Linked DNA regions of Sus scrofa: region 2 is linked to region 1. The links are chromatin contacts, called in public HiChIP or PLAC-seq maps. All regions are on one chromosome and are shown on one strand. Each heading gives the region's core, a stretch centred on a gene start, on an enhancer-like site or on the middle of the called end of the contact. The rest is flanking DNA. Distances are from core to core; before and after follow the strand shown. Region 1 holds the start of LOC106504121 (histone H3.1). Region 2 holds the start of HMGN4 (high mobility group nucleosome-binding domain-containing protein 4).

The links. HiChIP or PLAC-seq counts read pairs in DNA pulled down with a chosen protein or histone mark.
Region 2: a contact with region 1 is called in an H3K27ac HiChIP or PLAC-seq map of alveolar macrophages. The contact joins the promoter of HMGN4 here to the promoter of LOC106504121 in region 1. A contact is called at or near these places in 2 of 5 promoter capture datasets (fetal liver and liver), 7 of 47 Hi-C or Micro-C datasets (blood, embryonic fibroblasts, heart right ventricle and 3 more) and 2 of 2 datasets of contacts at active chromatin or transcription factors (alveolar macrophages and skeletal muscle).

What each region holds. Positions count from the first base shown.
Region 1 is chr7:20,871,191-20,875,474 of Sscrofa11.1, reverse strand. LOC106504121 (histone H3.1) reads right to left here and starts at 2,940. Exons shown (of 1, transcript XM_013988945.2): 1 at 64-2,940. The coding sequence starts at 1,884. The coding sequence ends at 1,474.
Region 2 is chr7:20,996,374-21,000,543 of Sscrofa11.1, reverse strand. It overlaps HMGN4 (high mobility group nucleosome-binding domain-containing protein 4), which reads right to left and starts at 1,631. Exons shown (of 2, transcript XM_001928253.7): 1 at 1,447-1,631. It overlaps TRNAR-ACG (a tRNA gene), which reads right to left and starts at 2,552; the gene lies at 2,480-2,552. TRNAV-CAC (a tRNA gene) reads right to left here and starts at 1,912; the gene lies at 1,840-1,912.

The DNA of each region.
Region 1 (4,284 bases), core at 1,691-4,190:
CATATAACCAAGTCATTCCACTTCTATCTATTTACCCAAGAGAAACATATGTCCACACAGAGATTTATACACAAATGTTCATCACCGCTTTATTTGTAACCACCATAAACTGGGAAAACCTGATGCCTATCAATGGGTGAAGAAAGAAACAAATCCTGGTGCAGCCATGCAATAGAATACTATTCAGTAATAAAGTGAAATAAATTATTCATATATGCAACAAGAATAAAAAATCTAATACTAGAAATATCTAACACTCCATTATTGGAATTATGAATAATTGAGCTTTTTTTTTTTCATATGTGGACACAGACTCCCCAGGTCCCAGCACCTGAATCTCAATGTCTGTCAGACTTCTAAAAACAAAGATTTCTTCTATAAAACCCCTAGGATTTACAATGGTCCCATACTTATTTATAGCCTTGTTTCTGTTAAACTTACCACCCCTTTTCCTAGTGCTCAAGAAGAAACAGCCCATTGAAGAAGAAATTAACAGAAACCTCTCAATTTTGTAGTTAAAGTTCCCTCACCCATCTTGAAACTCAAATTTGCTCGAGTTTGAATAGATATAAAATCCTTCCAAACAGTATCCTAATGAGTAACGACTTTTCCACATTTCCAAATAACAGCTTGTACAGTTTGTGAACAAAATTCGTGATTTCCTTTCCCTTCAGCTAGCAGTTTGGAATAGGAATCTGTTACTTCCATGGGAAGGAGTTATCTGTTTAATACAGAATAGTATAATATTGCTGTTTTGTATGAATGAGAAGAGGAGACAGTGTATTTTCTGCGAGAGCTCTCAAACTTCGTTCCAGCAGATTTTCATGTTTTAGTGACAAATATGAGGTACTTTCATGAGATCTGATTTAGAGATTAAGATAGAGAATTTAGGAAAACAGCTAAAAACGCTCACAAACCTGCATTCTTCCTTTCTTTCACAGAGACTCACTCAGTAGCTCTTGTGGGTTTGCTTTTGCTCTTGTAGAGAAGACCTGGGCAAAGACCGCCACAAAGTTCTTAGCAACTTTCACGGCCAGGAGTCTCCCCTTTGAGTGCTCCAGCTAATAACCTAAACCTTGGCTCCGTTTTAGGGGTGGTAATATATTCCCTGTACAGCCTCAACAGGTTCTGGCCCTTTCTAGCGAGCTTGGCCTCAGTTCTGCTGAGCAAGGGCACCGTAGTGTAGACCAAAAGTTTAGCTACACCCAAATGTACCGGAACTGCGTAAAATAGGACAAACTGGTGTTCAAGGTAAAACCGTGGACCTAGTTCCTACAACTTAAGACTTCAAATGAACAGTTTTCTTTTTTTTTTAATGGAGGTTAACTCCACGAAAAGCTCCAGAAAGGTTTCCCAGAAGAGGGCCAAGTTCGCCCTCTATCGATGACTCTAAAGCATTACAACGTCTTTCATAGACCAGGTAATTGGCTCTGAAAAGAGCCTTTGGGTTTAAAGTCGGAAAGAGAAAACAATTTACGCCCTCTCCCCGCGGATGCGGCGAGCCAGCTGGATGTCCTTGGGCATGATGGTGACGCGCTTGGCGTGGATGGCGCACAGGTTGGTGTCCTCGAAGAGCCCCACCAGGTAGGCCTCGCACGCCTCCTGCAGCGCCATCACGGCCGAGCTCTGGAAGCGCAGGTCCGTCTTGAAGTCCTGCGCGATCTCGCGCACCAGCCGCTGGAACGGCAGCTTGCGGATCAGCAGCTCCGTGGACTTCTGGTAGCGCCGGATCTCGCGCAGGGCCACCGTGCCGGGCCGGTAGCGGTGCGGCTTCTTCACGCCGCCGGTGGCGGGCGCGCTCTTGCGGGCCGCCTTGGTGGCCAGCTGCTTGCGCGGCGCCTTGCCGCCGGTGGACTTGCGAGCGGTCTGCTTGGTACGAGCCATGACTTCTCAGCTAAATAAAGAGATTTGTCCGGAAATTTTGCTCCTATATTTATACAGGACGGAATCACTCTGATTGGATTGTGGGCATTCCCTGTTAGTCATCGGCTGCTAAATTCCGGAAGTGCCCCGATAGATTTCCGATTGGCTAATTTCCATTAGCAGCCCAGCCCCCTTTAAAAAAACAAAAAATCTGTTTTCGAGTTTTACTGACAATTCTTCACACATTCAAGGATGGTGTATAAACACATTAGTCATATTATTCTTGGACTTTCTCCTGTTTGGATACATAAAATGGCGTTTGGAAGCGAAAGTTCTTTACACTTTAAACAACCGCCATTTTATGCATAGTTAACCCGTTTTCATCCGGATCATAGTCCTAGTCCTTATCCCCTGTTTAAAAATCCGTCATCTAAGCATTTTATGAGTACTATTTCTACATTTACAGTAAACACCCAGTTCACTGTAGCGGTCTTCCGGGGTATACGGTTAAGATGGAAAAAATTGTGTATTTCATCATGGGCACACGCAGCAAAATTTCAATATCCTGGAATCCTTGCATCTCTAATGTCGGTTTTAATTCAAAACTGGATATCTGTGGCGGATGAAGGACGCGCTGACTTAATCTGAGTGCCTCCCAGAGGCCCTGGGCGCATTCTGCCTCGCGGAGTGGCCGCGGGCCTTTCCGTGAGACCGGAATCCGGGGATGCGCTCACTAGCAGGCGCCAAGCAAGGGTTGTGTGTGTGTGGGTGGGTGTGTGTGTGAGCCTCGGCGCTCGAAAATTAAAAAAAAGGAAACTAATTTAAAAAATAAAGAACAAATCAAAAATCAAAACCTAGGAATTTGGCTGTTTGGCTTTAATGAATTTTAAATGTCAGTCCGGCTCCAATGGTGACATCTGTTATGAAAATATTTGCAATGCGGAACCTTGAAAAAGATGGCGGCGACCGAATTTTTCCAACACTGCAGTGGGCCGGCATCTCGCGATTCTCGCCGAGACCCGAGGTGTCCTGCGCAAGTCAGAAGAAACCTGACAGCATTGTGGTCAGGACTGGACTGGGGTAGATAATAGGATATCCTGAGTTTTCGTACTAAACGCAAAGATTTCCATTTTTCTTAAGGGCTTTATAGATTTTTTTAAAATGAATTAAATTATAGCAATGAAACAGCATTGTAAAGCAATGTATTGGAGTCCCCGCACGTGTTCGGCTTTTTATCCAATTAAAAAAAGCCATTTTAAATCCTAATTTACATACTAGTTGCTATTGGTCTACTTGGGCCCCCAATGAAAATTTAGATTTGTGATTCTGCATTTGGATTTATGTACTGTAAATACTTGCGCTGTACCTATTGTCCTCATTTTCTTTGTTTATCAATTTCTTTTTGCTTGAGTGAACCTGGTTTCCCAAAGGGCCCCCAAAGGCTCAGAATAGAGATGGTAAGAAATACAAATAGGGTCATAAGGAGAGCTATTCTGTCTATGTTTATAAAGTACTGAAGCAGGTCCACCCTGACCCAGGCATCTGGACTAAGGCCGTGGGCGTCATGAATTCGTTGGTCAAACATCTTTGAGCATGTGAGGGCAAGGCTTTGCACCTGGTGCATTACAAAAGCGCTTGGCCGTCAAGTTCAGGGAGATCCAGGTTACATCCCTGCTGCTGCCTTGGGAGTTCGCCCAGGTGGCTGTGTCCCAGGGCCCCAAAGCTGTGACCAAGTACCAAAGCTCCTCAGATGCTCTTTTAAAAACCACTCATTTTGTTTATTGAGAACTAAATATCCAGATTTTCCAGCATTTTAAAAATGCATGTATTTTATTTTTACATTCTGTCATTCTTTAAAGTGCAGAACATGGTATCGAAGTATGAGAGGTTTTTTGAATTTCTGTTCTTTAGAGCAGCAAAGAATTTGAAATAATTTTATATGGTAGGAACTATTAGAAACTTCTAGTATTCTGTTTTTTTTTTTTTTTTCTTTTTATGGCCAAATGTGCAGCATATGGAAGTTCCCAAACGGGTGGAATTGGATCTGTAACTGCTGGCCTATACTACAACCACAGCAAAGCTAGATCAGAGCTGCATCTGCGGCCTCTGCAGCAGCTTGCCGCACCATGGGATCCTTAAGCCACTAAGTGAGACCAGGGATCGAACCAGCATCTCATGGATACTACTTGGATTCTTAACCTGCTGAGCCACACTGGTAACTCATAATTTGTTATAATTGTCCAATAATAGCTTAACATTAAAGATTTTATAGTGGGTATCTATGAACTTGGGTTCCTTGCTTTAAATACAATGCCCATAATATGACAATATAATTATATGTGCTTCACCAGTATTAACTCATGTAAAATAGCTGTCCATATTTTACAAAGGACACAGTTATAATCCAGTATGTACTGGATT
Region 2 (4,170 bases), core at 382-2,881, 130 kb before region 1:
CTGTGGTCCTTACCCACTGTGCCACAGCGGGAACTCTCAAAATCTTTTTCCCATGGTTTTTTTCTCTTTCATCTTGAGTCTGCTTGTCTCCTGAGCGGGAGCAGGGAGAGTAAGGGCTGATGGGTGGGGCCTTACTTCAGCCCCCTCCTGGGGGAATGCCTCTCAGGCCTAGGGCACTGACATGTGCAGAGAGGGAGAGGTAACGGTGGGGTGCTCTTTGTACAAAAGAGAAACATGGTTTTGCACAGAAATAAACAGCCTTGGGTAAGGGGAAAAAAAAAAAAAGTATTCCTGTGGTTTGGCCTCAGAGAAAGATGGAGAGGACAAAACCCAACACCTCCAGGACCCTGAGACCCTTGCTCCTGGAAGGCACCATATGAACTCACATGTATTTCTGAGTGGTATAGAGGGGTTTTTAAATGGAAATGTCTTAGACAAATTTGCATCGAGCACCTGTCCAACTTATTGCCTTGTTAAGAAGGGAAACAACAAGATGACAAAAGCATGTGTCTTTCAGAGAAAGTATGAAAATGAGGGAGTGACAGGGCTGGGGAAGGGATGCTTATACAAGTTGCCTGTTTAAAAAAGAAAGAAAGAAAGAAAAAAAAAACCAGGAAAACAGTTCATTACGTAAGTATTGCTCTTACTTGTCTTATGGTTATAAAAACATCACATTCATATCAGTCATTTGAGGGAATCTGGAACATTGCCATCTGAGAGACTAGGCTTGGTTACCCTTAGAAACAGTAACAACAACAGTAATAATAATACACCTAAGAAGAAAATCTAGAGGCTATGTTGAAGCTGTATGGTGTTACATACATATAATTTTATACAAATTGTATAATGTTTTTCTTCCATTAACACTGAAGCAGGCCATGTCAGAAACAGAGGTACGAGGCCAAACACCAGGGCCCAAGTCCTGATTTAAAACAGGTATTGCCAGGGACTTTTCTCAAGACTCAAGGCAATATGCAACAGTTGGTCTATTTCTTAACTTTGGGATGCTTTTTTCTTTTTGACAGGGAGAGCAGAAGGCCCAAGTGGTGGAAAGCTCAGCCCTTCGGTGGCCACTGAGGAGGGGATTCTCAGAGGTGAGGCCGCCTAAGATGGAGAGGAGAGGGGAGAAAGAGCCCAGGCCAGTGGCAGACCTATTCAGGGCCACAGCCCTGCGGGCCCTATGCTTTCAAATCCTCTTCTTGCTTCTCCTTTTTCTGCCCTAGAGCTTCCCTGGAGACTTCTCACTCCAGCAGGGCCTGTAATGACCCTCCCCTCCCGAATTCCGCTATTCTTGAGAATGGGAGGCAAGGCGGAGGTGGGGGGGACCCTAGGTGACCTCATCACTACGAGGGCCGGATTGCAGGAGGGTCCCGAATCTAGGCAGGGCGGCCGCACTCCCCCCATTTTCCGGAGACGCTCGCAAAGGCCTCCTTCCGAGGTGCTTACCCGAGTCTCGCGGCCGTCCGAGCGGCGCGGGGCTCCCGACTGCCGGCCTGCTGCGCAGGTGCCCTCGGCTGGGGCAGGGCCGGCGTGAACCCTGCGATCGTGGAGAGACGCCCGGAGCCCGGCACAGCCGGGAACAGGAAGGCAAGGCAAGGCGGGGATGCGCTTCCGGGGCTGCGGGCGTCGGGCCACCTCGCGTCGCAGTCGGGGACAGCCCGGTTCTCCCCTCGTGATACTAGTGTCCGCCTCCGGGGGCCGCAGACTCCGGACCTACTTTGAATAGTGTCGCCACAGCACCACAGGCCGGGACAAGTGAGATAAGAAAAGGAGGGAAACGTATTTATGATTTTTTCAAATAAATGGTTTAAAGGAAATGTATGGTGGTAGAAAAACGTTTGTTTCCGCCCGGTTTCGAACCGGGGACCTTTCGCGTGTGAGGCGAACGTGATAACCACTACACTACGGAAACCTTGCGGTGATGGTTTTCCCCGACTGGTAGTTCATTCTACGGAACTCCCCACCCCCATGCCTCCGCTGCCCATTTGCTCCGTTCCTGTAAATCTCCGTCGTTAACGTGCACTTGGCGTCTGTGTACCATTCTCCTAAATCAGAGAAGCCAATTAAATGCGAAAGCCAAGCCCGTAGGGCGCATAGATCTGGAGCCGAGTTCTTAATAATTTATTCCGGAAATGGCTGGATAGGGGAGAACGAATGCGACTTTAACCCCTTCACTACCATTTCTCAGTCTGAACTAGATTTTAATTTCTTTCCCTTTGTTTACTATGTTACCTTTAGTTAGAATGGACTGGCGAAGCTGGGCGTGACACCCGGCCCGCGCGCATTTCTCCCGCTGGCGCCACCTCATGGCCGTACGCGGAATTGCTCTGCTAAGGAGTGACGTCTCCCGTTGCGGTTAAAACTGGCGCTTTCTCGCTCCCGAGACTTCCAGGCACACCTCACTTTATAAGGATTTCCTAACTTGATCGAACGTCTCAGCGGTAGGCAGAGGAGGTAAGTAAAAAGTAACCACGCACATCGAGCCAGCCAGGAGTCGAACCTGGAATCTTCTGATCCGTAGTCAGACGCGTTATCCATTGCGCCACTGGCCCGGCGTGTGTACACTTTTCAGGCGGGCATGCCTTCATCAGAAACAAGGCGGCGGCGCTGCTTCACGCGGTGCGGTCTGCGCCTGGGCCTGCAAGTTGCGTTGTCCTAGCTAGTTCAGACTTGCAGCGCGTGGACTCCCAGGCAGCCACTTTGCTTGCACGCGCGTCCCCCAGTGTCTGTAGTCCTGTCTCAGTGTGTCTGAACCAACCGAAAAATGGCGGTAGGAGGCAAGCCTGGCACTCTCTCGGCCTCAGTATCACCCCCATTCAATAATTCATTCATTCAACCGATATTACCATTCAAGGTACCGGAAATACAACTGTCAAGAAAATAGATTTGGGTAGGGGGATGCTGGAGGTTTGGGATGGAAATGCATTATACAACTACAAATGTAATAAATTCATTGAGTAATATAAATAAAATAAAATTTTTTTTTCACAAAAGAAAGAAAATAGATGTCATCCTTGCCCTGAAGAAGACTGTATGGAAGTAGCGAAGACGGTAATAAAGCACTAAATAAATAAAATAATAGTGATAAGCACTTAGAGGGAAGAATAAAACAAACGGGAAAAGGAATAGGAAAACCCAGCAGGGAAGGTGATGAAAGATAAATGTGGGTATTGGGGAAAGAGCGACCTGGAACAGGGGGAATCTCCAGGGCAAAGGCCTGGAGGTGGGAGCGCGCTTGGGGATTTCAGCAATGTGGCGGAGGCCAGTGCTGAGCGCAGAGCGCTAGGAGACCTCGAGGAAATGATCCTTGGCCTTGTACGCCCTTGTAAAAACTTTGGCTGTTACTCTGTAGGAAATTGGAAGCCACTGTACGGTGGCAATATATCTCTCTTGTATCTTCTTGCATGGTTGAAAAAACTTTATTCCCCAAATTTACTTAAGCAAATTCGTCATGACACGGATCCCAGTTCCCGGGACTGAATCTAGGCTGCAGCCTTGAAAGCACAGAATCCTAATCACTAGACCACGGAACTGACCTTCCCTCTTAATCTTAGAGCCTAATCAGTAAATGCCTACTTACTGCCCCAGCTCCAACTAGTATTTGTTCTAATCTTTAGATGAGAACTTCACCAAGATAGCTTATCAAAGGGGTGGTGAAGGGTGTGATCCTCTGCTGGTTTTCCTGGTAATTGACCTGTCAACCTGAGGTCAGTTCTCCCTATAGTTGGTAATCTCCCTCTTCCCCTGGGAGCTAAGACTACTGCCGTGTGCTGCACATGGTGGGGTGTCCTCTGGGGCCTTGCCTCAGACCCCTGAGTTCCCCCATCCATTAAACCGCTGATGTCTCTGTTACTGACTCTGGGCCTTTTCTTCTGTCTTGAAGCTGAGCAAGTATAGGGCTTGCAAGCCTGCTGGGTGCAGCACAAGGGAAGCAAACTGGGTACCTCTTGGTTCTATTGTTATCCTCATCACATAGCCAGGATGAGAAGGCCAGATTCTAGGGAGTTCCTGGAAGTCACAGGTCCCATCTTGCACCTCTAAAATGGCCTTCGACTCAGCCAGCTGGGAGGCCGTGCTCACATTTGCTGTCTTCAGTGTCTGTAAAGACCTCCCTTTGACAGGTTTTGAAAGCTTTTCGTGGCTGCCTTAAATTTCTCTACTCAAGTTCTG